4 separate regions of the Mus musculus genome follow, and regions 1, 3 and 4 are each linked to region 2. A link is a contact called in public Hi-C and HiChIP or PLAC-seq data. All regions are on one chromosome and are shown on one strand. The core of a region is the stretch at or near the end of the contact, and the rest is flanking DNA. Distances in the headings are between cores, read along the strand shown. Region 1 has its middle 62 kb from the start of Gm51629. Region 2 holds the start of Kansl1l (KAT8 regulatory NSL complex subunit 1-like). Region 3 overlaps Gm51629 (a long non-coding RNA gene). Region 4 has its middle 43 kb from the start of Gm51629.

Evidence for each region. Hi-C and Micro-C count contacts between places; a contact is called where the count stands out from the background. HiChIP or PLAC-seq counts read pairs in DNA pulled down with a chosen protein or histone mark.
Region 1: a Hi-C map of Sertoli cells shows a contact between it and region 2, with 5 times the contacts expected there. The contact joins the enhancer-like site here to the promoter of Kansl1l in region 2. A contact is called at or near these places in 11 of 39 promoter capture datasets (the 3T3-L1 cell line, 3T3-L1-derived adipocytes, the C10 cell line and 7 more), 8 of 484 Hi-C or Micro-C datasets (the N1E-115 cell line, Sertoli cells, embryonic stem cells and 3 more) and 13 of 115 datasets of contacts at active chromatin or transcription factors (astrocytes, embryonic forebrain, embryonic hindbrain and 8 more).
Region 3: an H3K4me3 HiChIP or PLAC-seq map of pro-B cells shows a contact between it and region 2, with 2.4 times the contacts expected there. The contact joins the enhancer-like site here to the promoter of Kansl1l in region 2. A contact is called at or near these places in 3 of 39 promoter capture datasets (the C10 cell line and pre-B cells), 1 of 484 Hi-C or Micro-C datasets (pre-B cells) and 2 of 115 datasets of contacts at active chromatin or transcription factors (large pre-B cells and pro-B cells).
Region 4: an H3K4me3 HiChIP or PLAC-seq map of forebrain shows a contact between it and region 2, with 3 times the contacts expected there. The contact joins the enhancer-like site here to the promoter of Kansl1l in region 2. A contact is called at or near these places in 10 of 39 promoter capture datasets (the 3T3-L1 cell line, 3T3-L1-derived adipocytes, the C10 cell line and 6 more), 8 of 484 Hi-C or Micro-C datasets (the N1E-115 cell line, embryonic stem cells, muscle stem cells and 2 more) and 13 of 115 datasets of contacts at active chromatin or transcription factors (astrocytes, embryonic basal ganglia, embryonic forebrain and 7 more).

What each region holds. Positions count from the first base shown.
Region 1 is chr1:66,167,230-66,170,152 of GRCm38.p6, forward strand. No RefSeq gene overlaps it. Among named protein-coding and RNA genes, the nearest start is that of Gm51629, 62 kb to the right of the region's middle. Within about 2 kb of position 1,637, at least 14 of the 459 cell types and tissues checked have an H3K27ac peak or open chromatin away from gene starts, as enhancers often do. A contact at or near this core is called in Sertoli cells and muscle stem cells, where this site is marked.
Region 2 is chr1:66,816,064-66,818,870 of GRCm38.p6, forward strand. It overlaps Kansl1l (KAT8 regulatory NSL complex subunit 1-like), which reads right to left and starts at 1,532. Exons shown (of 15, transcript NM_001122738.1): 1 at 1,311-1,532.
Region 3 is chr1:66,222,169-66,225,084 of GRCm38.p6, forward strand. Gm51629 (a long non-coding RNA gene) reads right to left here. Exons shown (of 3, transcript XR_003947841.1): 3 at 1-2,916. It also overlaps a transcript of Map2 not described here. Among named protein-coding and RNA genes, the nearest start is that of Gm51629, 7.0 kb to the right of the region's middle. Within about 2 kb of position 1,378, at least 7 of the 459 cell types and tissues checked have an H3K27ac peak or open chromatin away from gene starts, as enhancers often do. A contact at or near this core is called in pro-B cells, where this site is marked.
Region 4 is chr1:66,185,819-66,188,812 of GRCm38.p6, forward strand. It overlaps a transcript of Map2 not described here. Among named protein-coding and RNA genes, the nearest start is that of Gm51629, 43 kb to the right of the region's middle. Within about 2 kb of position 1,428, at least 44 of the 459 cell types and tissues checked have an H3K27ac peak or open chromatin away from gene starts, as enhancers often do. A contact at or near this core is called in astrocytes, forebrain, hippocampal neurons and 1 more, where this site is marked.

The sequences.
Region 1 (2,923 bases), core at 387-2,886, 650 kb before region 2:
TAGTCATACAGTCAGTAACAAATGCAAAAAGACCAGGCAACCTTAAAAATATACTACCTGAAACTATCCAGGCATAAAGACCACATTGTATGTGATTTCATAGATTTGAGTTTAAAATACACAAAAACATAAACAGAAAGCAGATTAGTATATCTTAGAGGCTGAGGGCAGGAGAACAAAGAGCAGTGATTACTGTGGGATTTCTTTTCGTGTGTGTGTGTGTGTGTGTGTGTGTGTGTGTGTGTGTGTGTGTGTGTGTGTGTGTATGCATGTATGTATGCACTTGTGATCACCTGGAGGCCAGAGGTTGACTTCAATCCACTTAAATGTGTTTTTCTCCATTTCCCTCTTCCTTAATTTTCAAGACATGGTTTCCCAATGAAGTTGGAGCTCAGTGAATCTGAAAGACTGGCTGGCCAGTGAACCTCAGGGACCTGCTTGTTTCTAACAATTTAGACTTGAGATTACAGGTGACCACCATACTCAAGCTGGAATACATAGGTTCTGGGATAACACCACAGTCCTCATGCTAAAAGTATGGCATGGAATACATGCTACATAATTGTTAAAATGTGTGGCATTATTATATTAATTTTAGTGGCTGGTTTTGAGTGTCAACTTGACACAAACTTGGGGTCATCATAGAGGGAGGAGCCTCAGTTGAGGTAATGCCTCTACAAGATCCAGCTTTAGGGCTTTTCCCCCAATTAGTGATCAGTGGGAGAGAGCCTAGCCCATAAAGGATGGTGCCATCCCTGGGCTACTGGCCCAGGGTTCTATAAGAAAGCAGACTGAGGAATCCTTGGGAAGCTAGCCAGTAAATAACACTGCGCCATGGCCTTTGCATGTGCTCCTACCTCCTGGTTCCTGCCATGTTTGAGTTCTTGCCCTGACTTCCTTCAATAATGAACAGCAAAATGGAAGTGTAAACTAAATAAATGCTTTTCTCCCCAACTTGCTTTTTGTACTCAGGGTGTTACATCACAGCAATAGAAACCCAAACTAATACATTAATATTATTCAAAGTAAATTTCATCAAAACCATATTACCAGAAAAGGAGGAAAATGAATTATGATAGGTATCAATTCATCAATAAGATGTAAGAAGTCCTACATGTGTATTAATAATGATTATCACACATGTGCACTAAAAGGATGCATTTTATTTTAGTTGTAGAAAATGCATGTTGGAAATTTTTAATGGAAATAAAAGGAAATAGGGACAATTATATAATTATAGCTGTGGATTTCAATTCTTGAGATTCCATCTGAGAATTAAAGAAAGCAGAGAGGATATCAATAAGTATGTCAGTATAAACAATACCGATTAATGAACATTTATATAACAACCCATTTAGCAGCCAATTGTACAGTTTAACACATTTATAGGGATATATTTTGCATGTTAAAAATTTTCTAATCATCTGTAATCCCAGCACTTGGGGAGTAGATGCTCCTGGATCTCTGAGTTCAAGATCACCCTGGTTTAGGACAGCCAGGGACACACAGAGAAACCCTCCCTCAAAAAGCAAGCAAATAAACAAACCAATCCACCCTCCCAGTACAAACGATATTTGATGAGCACTGAAGAGCTCAGTGGCGTGCTCCCATTCCAGCTGTGGCGCTCTAGAGACACCACACTGAATTCCCACGCTAGTTATGATCAGTTGCTGTTCCCACCCCTGGCCTTGGCCACTAGTGATCTCCTTGTGGGCTTGGCAGCTTTGCTTTTTATAAAATGCCATTCGAATAAAGTCACACAGGAAGTTCTTTGTATCTGGCTCCTTCAATTTAGCAAAATGCCTCAGTGTTTATCCTGGTTGTTTCATGTGTCAGTGTCTGGGCCCTGAGACAGCACTGTGTCCTAGCACAGAAATCTGTCATACTTGGTTCATTCAACTTCCTAAGTGATAGATGTTTGGACGACTTCCATTTTTTGAATATTGGATGTTATGCTCCTATGAGCACGAAGATTTTTTTTTCTAGGCTAAGTGGATGAGAATAGAATAGTTAGGTCATGTGGTAGGTATATTCTTAAGTTTTTAAAGTGGACTAAAAGCTATGCAAAGTAGATGCTCACTTCTGTAATCTTATATTAATCTACAATCCCTAGGGTTTTCCCTGCTCACAGCCATATCAGCACTTGACATTTTTGTTTATCTTTTGAACTGAACACATTTTAGTGTGTATTAGTAACATCTTGTTGCAATTTGAATTAGAATTTCATATTGATTCATGATACGAACCCTCTCTGTATGTTCTTAACTGCTGTTATTATACCCTTGGTAGTGAAGTGCCTGTTATAATATTATTGTGATGGATAATCAGCAATATGAATAACTGTCTCATTTTTAATACATAATGGGGATGTTTATCTCCTTAAACACTACACAGTGAGAATTCTTTATAATTTCTGGATATATGTCCTTTATAAGCAAAATAATTTGAACATATTCTTTCCAATATTGTTTGCTAAGGTTTTTAATAATGAAGCCATTTGAAAAACAAAAGGTTTTAATATTGATTTGTTCATTTTGTGGGAGGAGCTAATGGTTTTGGAATTATAATTAAGAATTCTTTGCCTAATCTGAATCCATGGATATTTTCATCTGTGCTTTGACATGGTCTTTTATATAGTCTTCTGTATATAATATATGTGAGTCTCGGATACATTCTCAGTGAACTCTTGATAATACCACAGAGAATATCAATGATGTTAAATGCCACACATAAAATAAATTTTAAAAATAAAAATAAGCTTTAGCACATTTAAGAGAATGACATTATGAGGATGTAGCTTAAGGTGTGAGGTCCTGGGTTCTACCCTTGTATTTAAATAAAAAAGAATTCAATCATGTAAAGTACATTCTCTACAACAGCTGAATTGAATTTGAAATAAACTGTTGGTATATTACCTAGGACT
Region 2 (2,807 bases), core at 282-2,781:
GATTTATGCTCACTAACACAAGGCACGTGATCTTCATTACACTCTTTTAAGGCAGGAACTGTATTACGAAACGGTTTTCCAGAGGAAACAGATGTATCAGCAAGGCTGTGACTTGCCCAAGGAAACGGCTAGTTAGCTCTCTGGAAACCGCAGAAATCAACCCCCGGCATTACTAAACAGTCTGCGTTCCACACCTGCGCTTTTCCCCCTCCACTGTCGAATTATTTTTAGAACTACTTCTACCCTCAAATCCTGCCTGTTTTGCCAGCTGTGCTCAGGAACAGTTTCGGGGAAGTTATGTTGCTATCAAACTTGCCCTATCCAATCAGGATTTAAAAACCTTTCTACAAACACAAAGTTAAACTATTAAAGGCGGCGGCGGCGGCCAATCTTTCTTAGTCTCTCCGGCACATTCTGCGTCCAAGCTGGGGGAATCAAAGCCAGAAGGTGACTCCCACAACTCCAGTCTCCCGGGAACCCGCGATGGGAACAGCGAGGACAGGGAACCGCCACCGCGCCTTCTGCGGGGGTACCGAGGACGCCCACGCAGCGCCCGCTCCTCGCAAGGCAGATCCCAACAGCTCCTTCCCCGATTTGGGACCACACAACACCGTCCTGCATTTATTTCTCCTTACCAAACGCTGTTTCTTTTTTTAAAGCTAGCCCTCTCCCCTCTTGGGCACAAGCAGCAACACCAACTCGGACCGGTTACCTTTCAATAAACCACAACACTCCCTTCCACCCCAAACAATTCTAAAGGCCAAATCCATAACGGCCCCAAATAAGAAGAAATTAATGTCGCCGCTGGCCAGCCAAGCTCAGCGTTACGGAAAGCTTCCCACAGAGCGCCCCACACCCCCAGGACAGGCGCCGCTGCTCCAGCCTTGCGGGGGGCGGGGGGGGGGGGAGGGAGAGGGCGTGCCCAAGAAAAACCACGTGTTCCGCCTTCTGCGCACGCGCCAGCCAAAACAAAAGGGAGGCCTGCCAAGCCCCGCCCCATCCCCACGTGACTCGAATCCAGGCCCGCCCCCTGCCCCGCCCTCCCCTCCCCGCCGTGTCTGCCAAGGCTGTTAGGTTTAGCCGTTTAAATTTGGCTGCGGTCCGACCCCTGCCCCAAAGCACGGTCTTGTGCCGGGGCCCGCAGTCCAACGGCAAGCAGGGTTCGGGGTGCAAAGGGGGCTGCCCGGCGGACGCCGAGCCCGCGAGTCCACCCGGCGGTCTTCTCCGCTCTTTCCCGCCCCGCGCCGCCGCCGTCCCCCGCCGAGGAGACCCACCCCCCTCAGCCCGCCGCTGCGACGCCGGCCACTCGCCTGCTGGGGCGCCCTGGCTGCCCTCCGCCGCCGCACCTTCGGTCCGGCCGTGGTGGGGGCCGCCGAGGCGATCTCTAGCTGTCCGCCCGCCTCCCCCCACCCGGGGCGCCGCCGACTCGTCTCCAGAGCGCGCCCCGCTCCCGCCCCGGCTGACGCCGCCGCCGCGGTTTAACAGTCCGCCCGCTGCCCGCAGCTCCGGGCGCTCGGGGGACGGAACCCTACGGCGGAGGGAGGGGAGTGGGGGAGGGCGGGGCCCGGCGCCGGCCAATGGCAGCGGGGGAGGGGCGCGCCATGCAAATGAGACGGGCGGCGGGGAAACCCCGGCGGGGGCGGGGCCCGCGGAAGCCGCTGGGAGCGTTCTGAAAGCAGCCTGAGCGCGGTGGCCGAACTCTGCCGGCTCCCAGTGCGTTCCGCGCCGCCGTTGTCCCGCGCTCTCTCCACCCCGGTGCCAGCCCGCAAAAGTCACCCCGCCGGCCGTGCTGCGGGGCGCTGCGGTTTCTTTAGGTCTGTTACAGGAAAATAAGACCTGGAAACTCCGGGCGGGCAGGGCCGTCCTGGCCAGGCCGAGGGTTAAGCAGCCCTCAACGCTCCAACCTTTTGCTTCTATGGGTCCCAGAGGCTCGATCCCGAGTCATGCTCTGTCGGACCTCTGAGGACCTTAAAATAGGTGGCAGACCTGCCATGGATACATTTGAGTTAGCTTATGATTAAGGAGCTCTGCAGTTAACTCTGAGGTAGCGCAGACCAGCGGGATTTTAATGGAAACAGTTGGCTAGAGACAGAAACATCTCTGCGAGCGAGTCTTGCACCTGGCCCAGCTCGCAGCTCGCAGCTCACCACCGTTAAACGCACCCGGGCATTTCCCCAGGCTTGAACTTGATGCTTGAGAAAAAAACGATAGCCTAAATATAGCTCCTTAGATAATAGATTAGACGCTTTGCTAAGCAGATTTTCACTAGAATGCTGTAGGAAGTGAAAAGGCACTAGAATTTTTAGATCGATATATCACTTCTACCTTATTTATTTGGAAGGGCTTACAGGCAGGAGTGTATAGAATTGAAGTCATAAAGAAGCAATACTTAAGACATTACCAGAGTTGGAAAATTAACTGTTCTTTCTTTTTCTAGTACATGAATAAATAGCTGAAATAATTTTTATGATAAACTGCCTACAGTAGGGAAAATGGTTATAAAAATTACTCAGAACAATAATTGCTCAATATGGGTCAAGGATGGGCAGTCCAGAAAATAGATTTGCCTTCATTCAATTAAAAATCATGGACTAACAGTGTGTTGGAGGAAAAAGTAAACACTGGATATTTGTCATATTTAAAGGGATGGGTAAAACACTTAAAGAATGTGGTAGGGTCTGGAGTGATGGTACAAACCTTTAATCCCAGGCACAGGTGGGCCAGCCTAGTCTAGTGGTTAGGTCCAGGATAATCATAGCGACATACTGAGACTGTGTCTAAACCCAAAACAAAACTGCACAGTGGAT
Region 3 (2,916 bases), core at 128-2,627, 590 kb before region 2:
ATCCTTGTATGTTGTTTGGTCAGATAATAAATGCAAATGTTTTCACTACTAATTATTATACATTTATGATAAATTGTCTTTTGAGGGTTATCATATCATGATGATTTACTAAATATTTTAAGAACAATATCCTTGATTTCCACATTTAATAAAAAACAAGGGAGTGATATTCAACAATAGGACCATGCCTCTTTATTTGATGTATGTTAATATTTAAGAATGTCTTTTACCCTTTGTGAATGAAGGGTTCATTTACTTTTAAAATGTCAAGGCAAGCATTGTATGCAAACTTATATTCAATCATTTAGCTTGGTAATGTCATTTTCTCATCCTTATTGGCAAAGTGGCCAAGTATACATAGTTCTAAGCTATGGACCACAGATATATAAATTGAGGCAGCACTGCTCTTGGATCCATCACTCAACAGCAGTCTTTACATTAACATTTGAAGCTGTGTGTGCTGACAAGTAATACTGGGATGTTTATATATTAATATGGAGTGTAATAACGGGAAATTAAGAGTGATTTCTATAAAATTATAAGCATACTTGCCCAAAAGAACCCTGGTATTATTTTGTGGTTTCATTAAATGCTAAAAGTGTTTTTAAAAAACGTTAAGGCAAGGAGATATTTTAACAATAAAGTAAATCTGGCCTCTCAGCATTTTCTGACTTTAAAAGAGTCCTAAAAAGTTCATGCAAATGAAATTCTTCATCAAGGTAGCAAAAGAGAAAGGAATACTATAAATTCATGATGCAACAGACAAGTTGTGAGCTGAGAACTGGGGGCTAAAAATTGAACCTGGGTTCTCTGGAGGAGCAGCCAACACTCTTACCCACTGAGCCATCTCTCCAGCTCCTTTTGGTCTATAACCTTAAAAAGTATAAGAATTCTTAATGAGCCATCTGAAGTACTCTTAAGACCAATTTGTGAAATCTTTAATAAAGGTTTTACATATGAAGAATGTAATTATCAATTGGAACAAGTCAGGGAATAAAACTGAACTTATTATTCATCATTTAACCACCCCTTGTAAAACAGTGAGTGCCTGCACGTTTACACTGTATTTTCCAGTGTGTATTTCACAAAAAGCAGTCTCATATCTTCTCCTGTGATTTCCTCATGAAAAAAATATTTCCAGCAAGCTGCCTTCAGTTTGAAGAGATCCACTTCTGTTTGTCTTAACCAGGTGAGTCTGTGCCCAGAGACTTGCTCACATTCTGCAATCCTGATTCAGGGTGTTTCCTGACATTGAATACTTCAGAGGAGGAGGCAAGCTTTAAAAACAGCGTTCATTACCTCAGATGCTCTCTGTAGCAGCTAGTGGCTAACCCAGGGGAGTTGGAAATACAGGAGAGCAGCCAGGAGGTGAACAAAGCAATTTTGGTAACAATTGGCTGTGGTTTTGTCTTGCACATGTTCTTTGCTTTGATGTAAGCCTTGGCTCACTGCAGCCAATTGAGTTAAATGACTTAAGACAATGACTGCTGAACACACCAGTCAGTAAGATGTTTTTCTTAGCCAGAAAGTAAGGATTACAAGTGTTTTGTGTAGTTTTTGTTTTTGTTTTTGTTTTATACTTTGGATTGTAGGAAGGTAAAGATGTAGGTTCTCTAATATTACCTATTGATTATTCTGTCAGCCTAGAAAATAATCTATAGTCTATAGGATAGGTATTCTAAATTTCATTTCTGATAGTAGTTTGATCAGGATTCAATTTAGTATATTTCACTTTGGAAATAAATATTGCTATGAGAAAGGAAAAGGATTACATTATTATAATTTAATTTGTATATAAATAAAAATAGCAACTCTTTTAAGATATGACATTTTAAGAAAGGGGTATGCTATTGAAGTTTGAAATAATTTACTTATGAAGTAATATTGTATTACACAGTGAAGGAATACATGAAAATTGTTATTTTAGCCCTATGTATATGTGTGTGCATGTTTATTAATGTGTGTTTATTGTATGTATATGCATTTATTATGTGTGTGTTTATGTGTGTTTATGTCTATATGTGTTTATATATGTAGCTCAAATCTATAAATAGGAAGAAGAAATACATAGGTAATTTTCTCAATTTTCAAAGAACACATCTGAATTCTGAATCTTATTTGAGAATATTTTTGTGCATTTTTTGAGATTATAATATAATTGTAGCATCTCTCCCTTCCCCTTCCTTCCTCTGGACCTTCACATATACCTCTCCCTATGCTCCTTCAGACTCATGGCCTCTTTGTCACTTCTTGTTATAGCTTGCATATGTGTATATGCATAAATGTATATATTCCCAATTATAATCTCATTGTCTCCTCCCTGTCAAGGTGGTAATTTCAGTAGAGACTTTCTCAAGTGACAGCTCTTCACTTACTATCAAATGACCATTGATTAAGTTGAAAGCATTCATATCCTTCCCCAGTTTTCCAAGTGTATGGCACAGAATGTACCTAGCTCTATTTATCTTCATCCTACAGACTGGAGAATTGATTTATATTTATATACCAGTTGAGAACAGTCTGTAATACTGTTGGAAGTTTACATAAAGAAATTAACATCCTACTATGTGTTTATACACACAGGCAAACCACAAGCCATGAGTGGAAAACTGCCTTCTGAATAGTTCTTCAAAAGGGATAGTTGAAAAATGTTGTCTTTGAGATATATAAATTATAATTGAAATTTTGTTCTCTCTTTTTATAAAGACAATGGGAAACAACTCTGAATTAAAAGGCTAAATGTTTGTTCTCTTCCACCTTAGGATAGGATAAATATGAGGCCACAATATTCTATAACATTAGGACAAACTATCCTATCTACTTACTAGTATTTGTTGGAGAAACACACGTGTGATCTTAGGGTACATGATGCAGGAGAGGCTTTAGAAGATAAGCAGAGACTATGTTGAAGAGTTA
Region 4 (2,994 bases), core at 178-2,677, 630 kb before region 2:
TCCTTTTGAGTGGGAATACATTAAATGTGTGTGGTTGGTTGCTTCAAAAACTTTGTACAGTCCTCTACATTCTGATTTCAGACTCTTGTGGATTTTACAGGGACCATCATGGGAATTTATAAGAGCCTATAGCTCTTTATTTTTTTTAATACAAATCATTAAAATGAGTAACCTGTTTTGAAATACAATCTTCACCTCGACCTTCCTAATATATTTGTATTGTAAACAGCACTGCTGCATTTTGTAACCATGAGAACTTACTGCCTTTAAAAAAGGATTGTGTACTTACATGCCTGGAAATATTATGTCCGTAATATTTTAAATTGTTCAGACTAGGCCAGGGATACAGTTCAATTGGTAAAGTGCTTGCAGGAAGCCCCGAGTTAGAGTTCCAGCGTGGCATCAACAGCTCGTGGTAGAGCAGATGAAAACAGGAGGATCAGAGGATCAAGTCAACTTTTACAACAGAGCAGGTTGAGGCTACATGAGACCCTGTTAAAAAAATGAATCACTTAAATTGAGAAGCAAAAAATCGTATATTCCTAAAGCAATTCTTTTGTGCCCTAAAGGGGCATCGGCTGTCAAGATTTTACTAACTATATATGAATCTAAAGGTATTCGACAGAGAAAGATGGATCAGTAAGCCAGCTGAGGCAGGCAGCCAATGAGTGACTTTCCTAAGGTAGTTAATTTGGAACTAGGTATGAGACTGTGTAATTTGTGCCCAGACTCACTGTTTTTAAGGGGTGCCATAGAAGACACATGCCACTCTGGCTCTGTGTCCCCAGACCTACTTATGTTTCTGTTTTCTGAGCTAAGGGTGGAGTAAGGTGGCAGTTGTACCTGCCCAGTCTTGTGACTCAGTTGACTGTCAAATGGATATAAAAGTGGGAGGGACTCGGAATTTTAGGGCCATTCCAACTAGATGTGTGCCAGCTTCTCCTGTGAAAGCTCAGAGACTAAATCTGATCCAGGAAACAGTTAGAGGCTCCTGCCCCAGGGCCATTCCTGTGGCTTGGATCTCAGGATAGAAGCTTAGACTCTGGGGAGGAATGCCCAGACTCAGGGGACCTGGATAGCCAAGGAGTTTAAATCACCTTGAACTATCTTCACCGAGGTCTTCAGGTTCACTGGGGTTGTGTTTAAACTTGGTCCTATGTACAAAGAGAGTCCAACCAAAATAGCCAGGTTGAACTTTTTTTCTGATATGCAGCACCATAAATGTGTTTTCTCAAAAATAGTTTTTGTGCTTCCCCGGCCTTGGCATTTTTAGTTAAAGGAAGTGAAGGAGAAAGCCTGTAGGCCGCTGTCTGTGTCTAATTCCCACTCACCGTCCCACTCCTGCGTGCCTTCCTGTTTCTCTGCCTACAGTGCTTCATCCTTCTTGTGTTTTTGCTTCTTCTAAGGAAATAGCAAATTAAATGGGAATTAGGCGTTGCCATGGTTACTGTGTTCAGTAGCACTACACCTGCACCCACGCTGCTTAGGCATTGTGGAGTCTTCAGTTGACAAATATTTGAAAGGCATGAAGTGCATCTTGGAGGAAAGAAATTAAGCAGAAAGAATGCTTAAATATTTAAAGAGAAACATGCTCTCTGCTGAAGACCGAAACGCTAGCCCTCTCTGGGGAGTGAAGGCATTCGAATGTCTATTACAGAGTACCGAGTAGGGTGTCCTGATCCTCTCGAGGAACATATTTGACCATCAGAGTGGGAGTGCCTGTTTTATCACTGAGAAGACAGGATAGTATTCCTTACAGGATTTTACGTGTACACAGATGGCAAATTCTGAGCATGTTTTTCTCAGAAGTGTCTTTATTGGAAGCCATTTACAGGGGAACCATCTTAACTGTTGCAAGCAGGCAAAGCTGAGAGAGAAAGTGAAACTTATTCTCTGCCCTTCCACTCAGATTCAATTTGATAGTCTGAGGCTAAAACTTTATCTTTAAACAGTTAAGATTGTGTACATTTCAGTAAATGAGATACTTATATGAAGAGGAAGGCTCACTCACTCTTCCTTTGCCACTTGACTGAAAAGCTGGTGTGGCCTCAATAGTTCTTACCTCACATGCAATTATTCATCAGTGTACTCATTTACTAAATGAGGGCTTCAGATCCTAAAGGTAGAGCAGGGACTTTTCTGAGTGTGAAGAATTTCAGGAGAAGCCATTCAAATTCCTGCCCTCAAAGAGGCAATGTTTTATCAGGAAGACACAAAGTTAGCAAATAAAACAAAAATGAATGCCCAGAGACAAATATATATACATATATACATATACATATATATATATATATATATATATATATATATATATATAAACATATATGTGTGTGTGTGTGTGTGTGTGTGCGCGCGTGTCAAGAGCTTGGTTTCAGTGGGATGCACTGCCTTTGTTTGCAAGATTAATAAATACCAAGCTATGGAAGTGGGTGAGTGTTCAAACACAGGGAGTAACATCAACACAGGCAGAAGCCTGGCATAGCTGAGAACCATACAGAAGAAAAATAATAGGAGTCTGATGAACCTGGTACCTAATGAAACAGCAAAGTGAAGCAGAAGGCAGATGCCAAACCTCCTGAGTAGCCTAGACCACAGCTTGACTTGTATTTAACTTGCAGCAATCACGTTTTTGAGGTTGTAAAAGAAGATTATTTTTGAAAATCTTTCACAGCGTTCAGAGATTTAATTATACCTTCTAAATCCCTGTAGCAAGATTTGTATCTTATTCACTAATATGTTAAATCACAAGAGAGGAATAAAATTTCAAAACTCAGAAACCAATGGTGAAGATTGGAGTAGTCACTTATCTAACATAATATTTTAAATGAATACAATATACATTACATTCTTTTTCTGTTAGAGAATTATTTGCAGACCTAACTTAACCTAGTTAGAGCCTTTTTCTATAACCCCACTAAGTTCTTCAAAGGCCTTTAAAGGGAGCAGATCAATTCCATATTGGAGAGGAATAGATAAAAACCAATTCCATTCTCA